2 separate regions of the Hordeum vulgare genome follow, and region 1 is linked to region 2. A link is a contact called in public Hi-C data. All regions are on one chromosome and are shown on one strand. Each heading gives the region's core, a stretch centred on a gene start, on an enhancer-like site or on the middle of the called end of the contact. The rest is flanking DNA. Distances are from core to core; before and after follow the strand shown.

Region 1 (3,996 bases), core at 730-3,229, 350 kb after region 2:
GCATCAGTCCTGGTTCGTAAGTCGATCGGGATTAATACTCTTATGAGGCGAGGACCAAAGCCATGTTTTCTACTAGTGAAACTTGATCTAAGTTAAAGAAATTTCACTTACCAAAAAACTAATACACATTATATTTTGAAACTGATGAATATTTGGTTTGGCGAGTGGGATAGACGATGGAGTGCGTCTTCTTTTTATTTATAGTGCAGTGTTTGGCGAGCCTTTCGTTGTTTGATTCGGTGTTATCTGTTAATTAACCCATATTTATGTGTGGTAATTTTTTGTGTTGGTGACTTCAAGTATTATAGTAGTCTTGGTGACTTCAAGTATTATATTAGTGTAACTTGGATAGTTGACATCTCTTTTCTAAGGTCACGCAAAGATGTGCGGGATGATATGTTTTTATAGTATTATCTATTGATTTAAAAAAATATTGACCAGGTCAAAAGTATGTATCAAATTCAAAATTAAATACCTCAATCATACTAGAGAGCTCCAAAATTTAAGGGCAAGAATAAATTGTTGATCAGATCAAAATCGAATGATTCATGCCTCAAATTGGATAAAAGGCTTCTAAAATTAGAAAGCATGGTGTATATATTATTTTCTTTAAAAAGAGAATGATAACACCCCCGACATCCACATCGCTGCACACTAAGGGCTTGTTTGGTTGGATACTAATTTTGCCAAGTCAAAATGTGACAAACCATGAAAGTGTGGCAAGCCATAAAGTGTGGTTAAAAAAACAAACGCCAAACTTTTGTAAAAGTTGGCAAAAAAAGATTCTATGACAAATGGACCATAGCAACAATAAAGTGTGGCAAAAATCAAACATATGTCAATTAAACTGTGGCTGCCAAATTTTGACTTGGCAAAATGTGGCCGGAAACCAATCATACCCTAATTTTCGTTTGAGTCGAGTTAGCCCGCATTAATCAGTAGCCTCATCTCGCTGAACGTTTGCACACCCACCCGTAAGAGGAAATGGAAAAGGAGGTGCTGCCATCATGCGCTTATCGCGTTACCGCGCAAGAAAGAAACGCTTGTCGCCGATCGATCAGTTTGCGCAGAAAGCCCGGCGATGCAACCAAGTGGCCAAAGGAAGCAAAGCAGGCGCCTTGCACGTCCACATCAACCCACCACGAAATGAAATACTACTACCCCATCCTTTTTCTGCAACGTCGAGCTTGTTAATTGTTTTTAGGGGTCGTCGAGCTTGTTAATTAGTGACGCACTACAAACACGAACACAAACCCCCCGACTCCTGACAAATCAAAGCCCACAAAAATAAGGAAAGGAATAAATATTTTATAACACAAGAATACACTACTTCTCAATTTACTTGTGGTTAATTAAATTAAATGGGTCGCCAACGCCTAGCTGAAACAGTAGAGACGGAATTCACGCCCGTCTACGAAACCGAAGCACATTCATCTACTCATTTATGAGAAAATGACGATGGTGCAAAAACAAATATGTTGGGAGTGAGGGGAGGAGAGGAAGAGGGAGCGTGTGGAGGGGCGGGCACTGACTGGGTGGCTGGCTGGCGCGTCCCAGCGGGAAATGAATGGGGCTGGGTCGTAAAAAGCTGTCCCGTAGGTGCGGCAGCGGCAGGCAGTGCTGCGCCCACCCACCCCGTTCGCTGCACCTCGGTCAGACCGGACCAGACAGGCCGCCCCCGCACACGCAACGCAGACCACCACCCCGGCCCCACCGCGCGCCATCGAGCCCGCCGGACCCCGACCCCCCGTCCACGCGGTCCGGTCACCGCCACGGTCCAGCACCGCCACCGCCACCACCACCACTGACACCGGCTCGGCTTGACGGGTCGGCTCGCCTCCGCCCGCCTACCCGGCTCGGCCCTCTCTCCCCTCCCCTCCGCTTTGTGCCGTGCGTGGGTGAGTGTGTTTCTCTCTCTACCCCCTACAAAGAGACCACCACCAAATCCGCCTACCCCATATCCCCTCCCCCTCCCTCCCCCGTCCTCCCCACAAAACATTTCCTTCCTCTTTCTACTGCCGCTCCGCTACTACTCCTCTCCCCTCCCCTCCTCTCGCTTCCCCTTTCCTCCATCTCCCACCCCTCGCTCCCTCCCCGCAGCCTCCTCGCGCAGCAGCAGCTAGGGTTCCTCGCGCCGCGCCGCCGGCCAGCAGAAGCAGCAGATGCCGCCGCCCGCCATGGCGACGCCGCAGGCACCCTCCGCAGGTACGCAAGCTTCCGGATCTGGCCAGCGCGCCCGTAATCCTCCTCCCACTCCACCTCGTCGGTTCCTGACGCTTACCGGTGCTGGTTTTCCGAGCAGGGGATCCGCTCTACGACGAGCTCTGGCACGCCTGCGCCGGCCCGCTCGTCACCGTCCCGCGCGTCGGGGACCTCGTCTTCTACTTCCCGCAGGGGCACATCGAGCAGGTCGGTCAAGCCCGCCTCCCTTCCTCCTCGCTTAATTCTACCCCCGCCTCGCGATTTGGCGCGGGGAGGCTCTTCTGCTTCGGTTCGCGCGCTGAATTTCCTTGCTCTCGCGCTGTTTTTTTGGTTTTCCAGGTGGAGGCCTCCATGAACCAGGTCGCCGGCAACCAGATGCGCCTCTACGATCTGCCGCCCAAGCTGCTCTGCCGGGTCATCAACGTCGAGCTCAAGGTGCCCGCTTACCCCTCACCCTTTTCCCTTGCTCAATTTCCCTCCCGCCTTCGTACAATTTCCTCGGCCTTGTTTTGTGTGCTCCGAAATTCGAGTCGGTCAGCTGATTTTTTTATGGGGGATTTTGGCAGGCGGAGGCGGACACCGACGAGGTCTACGCGCAGGTCATGCTCATGCCGGAGCCGGAGGTAAGCTCTAGCGTGAATTTCGCCCGGTTCAAACTGTGGGTATTTTCGTCCTCTTCCGCTCGAGGTGCTAATTTCCCTCCCCTCTCAACAATTCCTCAGCAAAATGAGATGGCGGTGGACAAGTCGACCTCTACAACGGGCGCCACGCCTCCGAGGCCGGCGGTACGGTCCTTCTGCAAGACCCTGACGGCATCCGACACCAGCACGCATGGCGGCTTCTCCGTGCTGCGCCGCCACGCTGACGAGTGCCTCCCTTCCCTGGTATATGTCGATTTTTACACCAGATCATTCGTATGGGGCTTGTTGCCTTCGTTTTTGCGGCATTTGCTGACCTGATCTATTTGGCAGGACATGACCCAGTCGCCCCCAACACAAGAGCTTGTGGCAAAGGATCTGCATGGCATGGACTGGCGCTTCCGCCATATCTTCCGTGGTAAGTTTCTGTTCCGTGCCTTGCTCTGATCTGTGGCAGTTTTACATCCCCATGTATGCCCAGTGTGTGTGATCTGAAGCTGATAACTTCAGTAGACCATTTGGTTGTAGCTTGCAATCAGTGACACCGCAACACATCAAATCTGCCTATAAATTGCAAGGGTTTATCTTGTACTTGATGATGGTGATGGCACCGATGATAATTGTGTTAACCGAGTGCAAATCAACAGGGCAACCTAGGAGGCATCTCCTTCAGAGCGGTTGGAGTGTGTTTGTCAGTTCCAAAAGGCTTGTAGCTGGGGATGCCTTCATTTTCCTCAGGTCTGTTGCTGTTTCCTTACTCACCAGCATAGCAATTCTTAACCTGGTGCTAAATGTGTTCTGCTCCACACAGAGGAGAGAGTGGCGAGCTTCGTGTTGGTGTTAGGCGGGCTATGAGACAGCTGTCCAACGTGCCTTCTTCAGTCATTTCTAGTCATAGCATGCATCTTGGGGTCCTTGCAACTGCATGGCACGCTATCAACACGAAAAGCATGTTCACGGTCTACTACAAACCTAGGTACATCAACAATGCTAAGGCAATCATACCCTTCTATATGTAGTCATTAATTTGTTCCTGGTGGCTCATTCTGAGTACTTACACTACTGTCTAATCTTTGGTCGATTTTAGAACGAGCCCTTCAGAGTTCATTATACCATATGATCAATATATGGAGTCTGTGAAGAACAACTATTCAAT
Region 2 (3,822 bases), core at 509-3,008:
AGTCACACTTGCCAATGTATTTTGATGCTGCAGATTTTCTGGTACAATAGAATGTTCAAGCTCCAGGACTGTCCCAGCATCATGAGTAAATCTAAATGAAGGGATCATGTGAGAAAACATGAGCAGATTGTCACTACAGACTTGTAATACCTGCTCCCTCCCACTCCTCATGTACCTCTGGAAAACACTTTTAAATCCATCTACCTTTACCAAGGGTGCAACTGTACAACCTGAGTCTTCTGAATAACTGGTAAGAATTTCTACAGCAGAAAAGGCACTCTTCTTCCGCATTTCAGGATTACTGCACCACCCAATGTCCCAGTCACTGTAGATGGCCCATGCTTCTCCTCTCCGGGGATATAATTCAAGATGCTGATTTACATTATCACAAGATATTTCGTGGGAGAACATACTCAGAGAAGATAGCGACATTTGCCGTTCTTCAGCAATGAAGGTTCCACAGACGAATGGCAAGCTTGCAATTAACCACTCCTTCTCTTCATGAGATTGCGGGCATGGTTTGAACCACGATACATATAGCTGCATCTTATCTGTCAAAACTTTATTTATTCGTGCATATCTGCGAGGAAACTTCTCCCAGTCATAACCTGCCCAGATCTGGCCAGTAGCAAACTGGTGTATCGATCTGTCCTCCTCAAAGTTATGATGGTCATACTGTTGACTAGAGCAGGGGTCATCTTGTATGGCATCTGAGAGATCAGCAAAGCAGCCGTCGGGATCTTCCTCCGAAGAGGACACAGAATACACGTCCTTCTCCCATGCACTCTTAAGCTTCTTGTCTGCATGGTTTTCCTCAGGCAACTCGAACTCACCATCATCACCTAAAAAGCAATGATCGGTCCTCTTGGTTTTGGAAGAACTAGCCACGTTTGAACAATTTCCTACATCCAAAAATGGTCGGTCAACCTGCCAAACATGCTTCGTGTCCACGCTTTTTACTCTATCCAGGTCAGGATTTGTGCCGAGAGGAGTTGCTGACCCATCGACATGCATCCGTTCGGTCTGCGAAATGGAATCACGCCGCAAGTCAGCGTGAGCACTGCTAAACGCACCAACTGCCATCTGCTTGACCGAACCCCCCGCCGTGTTGCTCGAGTCGAAGCTGGCCCTCTTGGCCGGGTCGGACAGCACCTTGTAGGCGTCGTGGACGAGACGGAGCGCCAGGTCGGCGCCGGGGAGGGCGTCCCTGACGGGCTCCAGCTGGGCCAGGAGGGCCCTGTGCCGCGCCTCGATGGCGGCGGCGCCGTCCCCGGGCAGGACCTGGAGGGCCCGGTACCAGTGCGGCGTGCGGCCGGCGGGGGCGGCGCAGAGGACCTCCAGCACGGCGAGCATCTCGACGGCGCCGTCGAGGCCGGGGTTGGTCTGGAGCGTCTCCAGCAGCAGCGTCCTGGCGCCGGTGTAGTCCCCGGCCCGCATCCTCGCCGAGATCGCCTCCCGGTCCGCCTCGCCGTCCCCATCCTCCATCCTGCAGCCAGAAATCCTCGTCAGAGCCGAACTCGATCCCCGCATTCGATCCCCGTGCGATACAAATCGGCAATCACGCTCCGTGGCACGAAGCCGGAACCTCACCTGCCGCGCCCACCGGCCGGGACGGGGGACGAATTCGAATCGAGGTGCCCCTGAACCCTAGCGCGGGGACGGCGATTTCCGCCGCGATTTGGGGTTTGACTCTTCGGCGCTGCTACGGCGAGCGCAGCGACTTCCCCAGTAGGGGTCAATGGCCGGTTCGAGCTCTACAACTTCATTCTGTGGCCTACGGTGTGGCAGCGACCCCACCGCTTCCCTCGTGGGCTAGGCCTCCCCAGACCGACAAGCGAATGGGCTGGCAAGTCAATAGGAGAGCAAGCGAGCAACTGGGTGCGTTTGGACCCCAAGCAAAATCAGTTATATCTTTGCCAGGCTAGAAAACACGTTTGGTATAACCCAAAAAATATCGTTTCTGAGGGCAAGTTAGGTGGTGTTTCTTTACCCAGGGACTAGACTAAAAAGTCCCTTTTAGTCCCTAGGTAAAGAAACATGAGGGACTTTTTTAGTTTTTTTCTTTTCGATTTCTGGTTTCGTACATTTTTCAGCTAACCCTTTAAAGTATTTTTGTTTTCAGTTTTTTCTTTATTGGCAAGGTATGTTGGTTCTCTGTTTTCCTTTTTGGGTTTTTTTCATTGTATTTTTTAAAAATTTATATTTCAAACAAAATTATGGGTGGGAGCTTCCAACACGATCAAATGTCAACTTTTAACTCGGTTTCACAACCCTGAAATGCAAGCGTTAGATATTAAAACTCTTTAAAGTCACGGTCAATGAAGCTTTAGAGGCGCGGTTCATGAATCTCTAGAGGCACGGTTGTAATACAAGAAAATAATCAAATGGGGATATGTTATGCGGTGACAGGAGGCACGGTCAATGAATCTTTAGAGGCATGTTTCATCAATATTCAGAGTCACGTTCATCAATCAGTATAGCCACATTCCATGAATCTTTAGAGGCACGGTTCATCAGAAATCCTCGTCAGAGCCGGACTCGATCCCCGTCGATACAAATCGACAATCATGCTCCATGGCACGAAGCCGGAACGGGGCCGGAACCTCGCCTGCCGCGCCCATCGGCTGGGACGGGGGACGAATTCGAATCGAGGTGTCCCTGAACCCTAGCGCGGGGACGCCGATTTCTGCCACGATTTGGGGTTTGACTCTTCGGCGCCGCTACGGCGAGCGCATTGACTTCCCCAATAGGGGTCAATGGTCGGTTCGAGCTCTACAACTTCGCTCTGTGGCCTACGCTATGGCGGCGACCCCACCGCTCCCCTCGTGGGCCAGGCCTCCCGAGAGGGACAAGCGAATGGGCTGGCAAGTCAATAGCCAGCTTCGGAGTGCTCGTTTGTATAAATTGTGGACCGAATAGGTAGAAACAAGAATAACCCAGCGGAGTGAAAGGAGTGCGGTTCAGTTACTCAGGGAGCACTCCTTTCCACGCGTCGTCACTTGGCGCTCTCACCCGTCATCACGCGTCGTGTTTTAAGCGTTTTTTTTTGTACTTTTTCGCACGTGTTTTTGTTTTTAATTGGTTTTTCCGGGTTTTTTTGTGGTTTTTTTCATCGATCTTTCTTAGTTTTTGATGAAAAACAAACTTTAAAAAAATTACAAGAAAAAACACGTTATCTGGTTTTTTTCTATTTACCTGTTTTTTTTCTATAAGAGACACGATTTTGCTTTCGTGAGAGGCTAGTTTATGCCTTTCGGAAACAAAAAATGTATTTTTTGTTTTTGTTTTTGCCAGAGGCTGTTGAGGAACGTAGCATGGAAAACAAAAAAATTCCTACGCACACGCAATACCTATCCATGGTGATGATCATCTACGAGAGGGGAGAGTGAATCTACATACCCTTGTAGATCGCAAAGTGGAAGCATATATAACGCGGTTGATGTAGTGGAACATCTTCGTGATTCAAATCGCAACCCGTTCCGCGATCTCATCACGATCCGTCCCGCGATCCCATCACGATCCATCCCGATCTAGTGTCGAACGGACGGCACCTCCGCGTTCAACACACGTACAGCTCGATGACGACCCCCGCCTTCTCGATCCAGCAAGAGAGACGGGGAAGTACATGAGTTCTCCGACGGCGTGACGCGCACCGGTGATGGTGGTGATCTATTCCTGCAGGGCTTCTCCTAAGCACCGCAGAAAACCGATCTACAGGAAGAACTACAAACTAGAGGAGAGGTTAGCACGTGGATGAAACTGTGTGTCTCAAAAACCCTCAATACCTCTAGTATATATAGGAGGGAGGGAGGGAGGAGGCAG

Evidence for each region. A called contact is a pair of places that touch in the nucleus more often than the background predicts.
Region 1: a contact with region 2 is called in a Hi-C map of seedling, with 5 times the contacts expected there. The contact joins the promoter of LOC123445313 here to the promoter of LOC123445309 in region 2. A contact is called at or near these places in 2 of 6 Hi-C or Micro-C datasets (seedling and an unstated tissue) and 1 of 1 datasets of contacts at active chromatin or transcription factors (embryo).

The regions. Positions count from the first base shown.
Region 1 is chr3H:580,353,595-580,357,590 of MorexV3_pseudomolecules_assembly, forward strand. It overlaps LOC123445313 (auxin response factor 4-like), which reads left to right and starts at 1,980. Exons shown (of 15, transcript XM_045122275.1): 1 at 1,980-2,205; 2 at 2,303-2,409; 3 at 2,542-2,637; 4 at 2,769-2,825; 5 at 2,925-3,086; 6 at 3,174-3,258; 7 at 3,488-3,578; 8 at 3,652-3,816; 9 at 3,928-3,996. The coding sequence starts at 2,163.
Region 2 is chr3H:580,008,470-580,012,291 of MorexV3_pseudomolecules_assembly, forward strand. It overlaps LOC123445309, which reads right to left and starts at 1,759. Exons shown (of 2, transcript XM_045122270.1): 1 at 1,591-1,759; 2 at 1-1,486. The coding sequence starts at 1,485.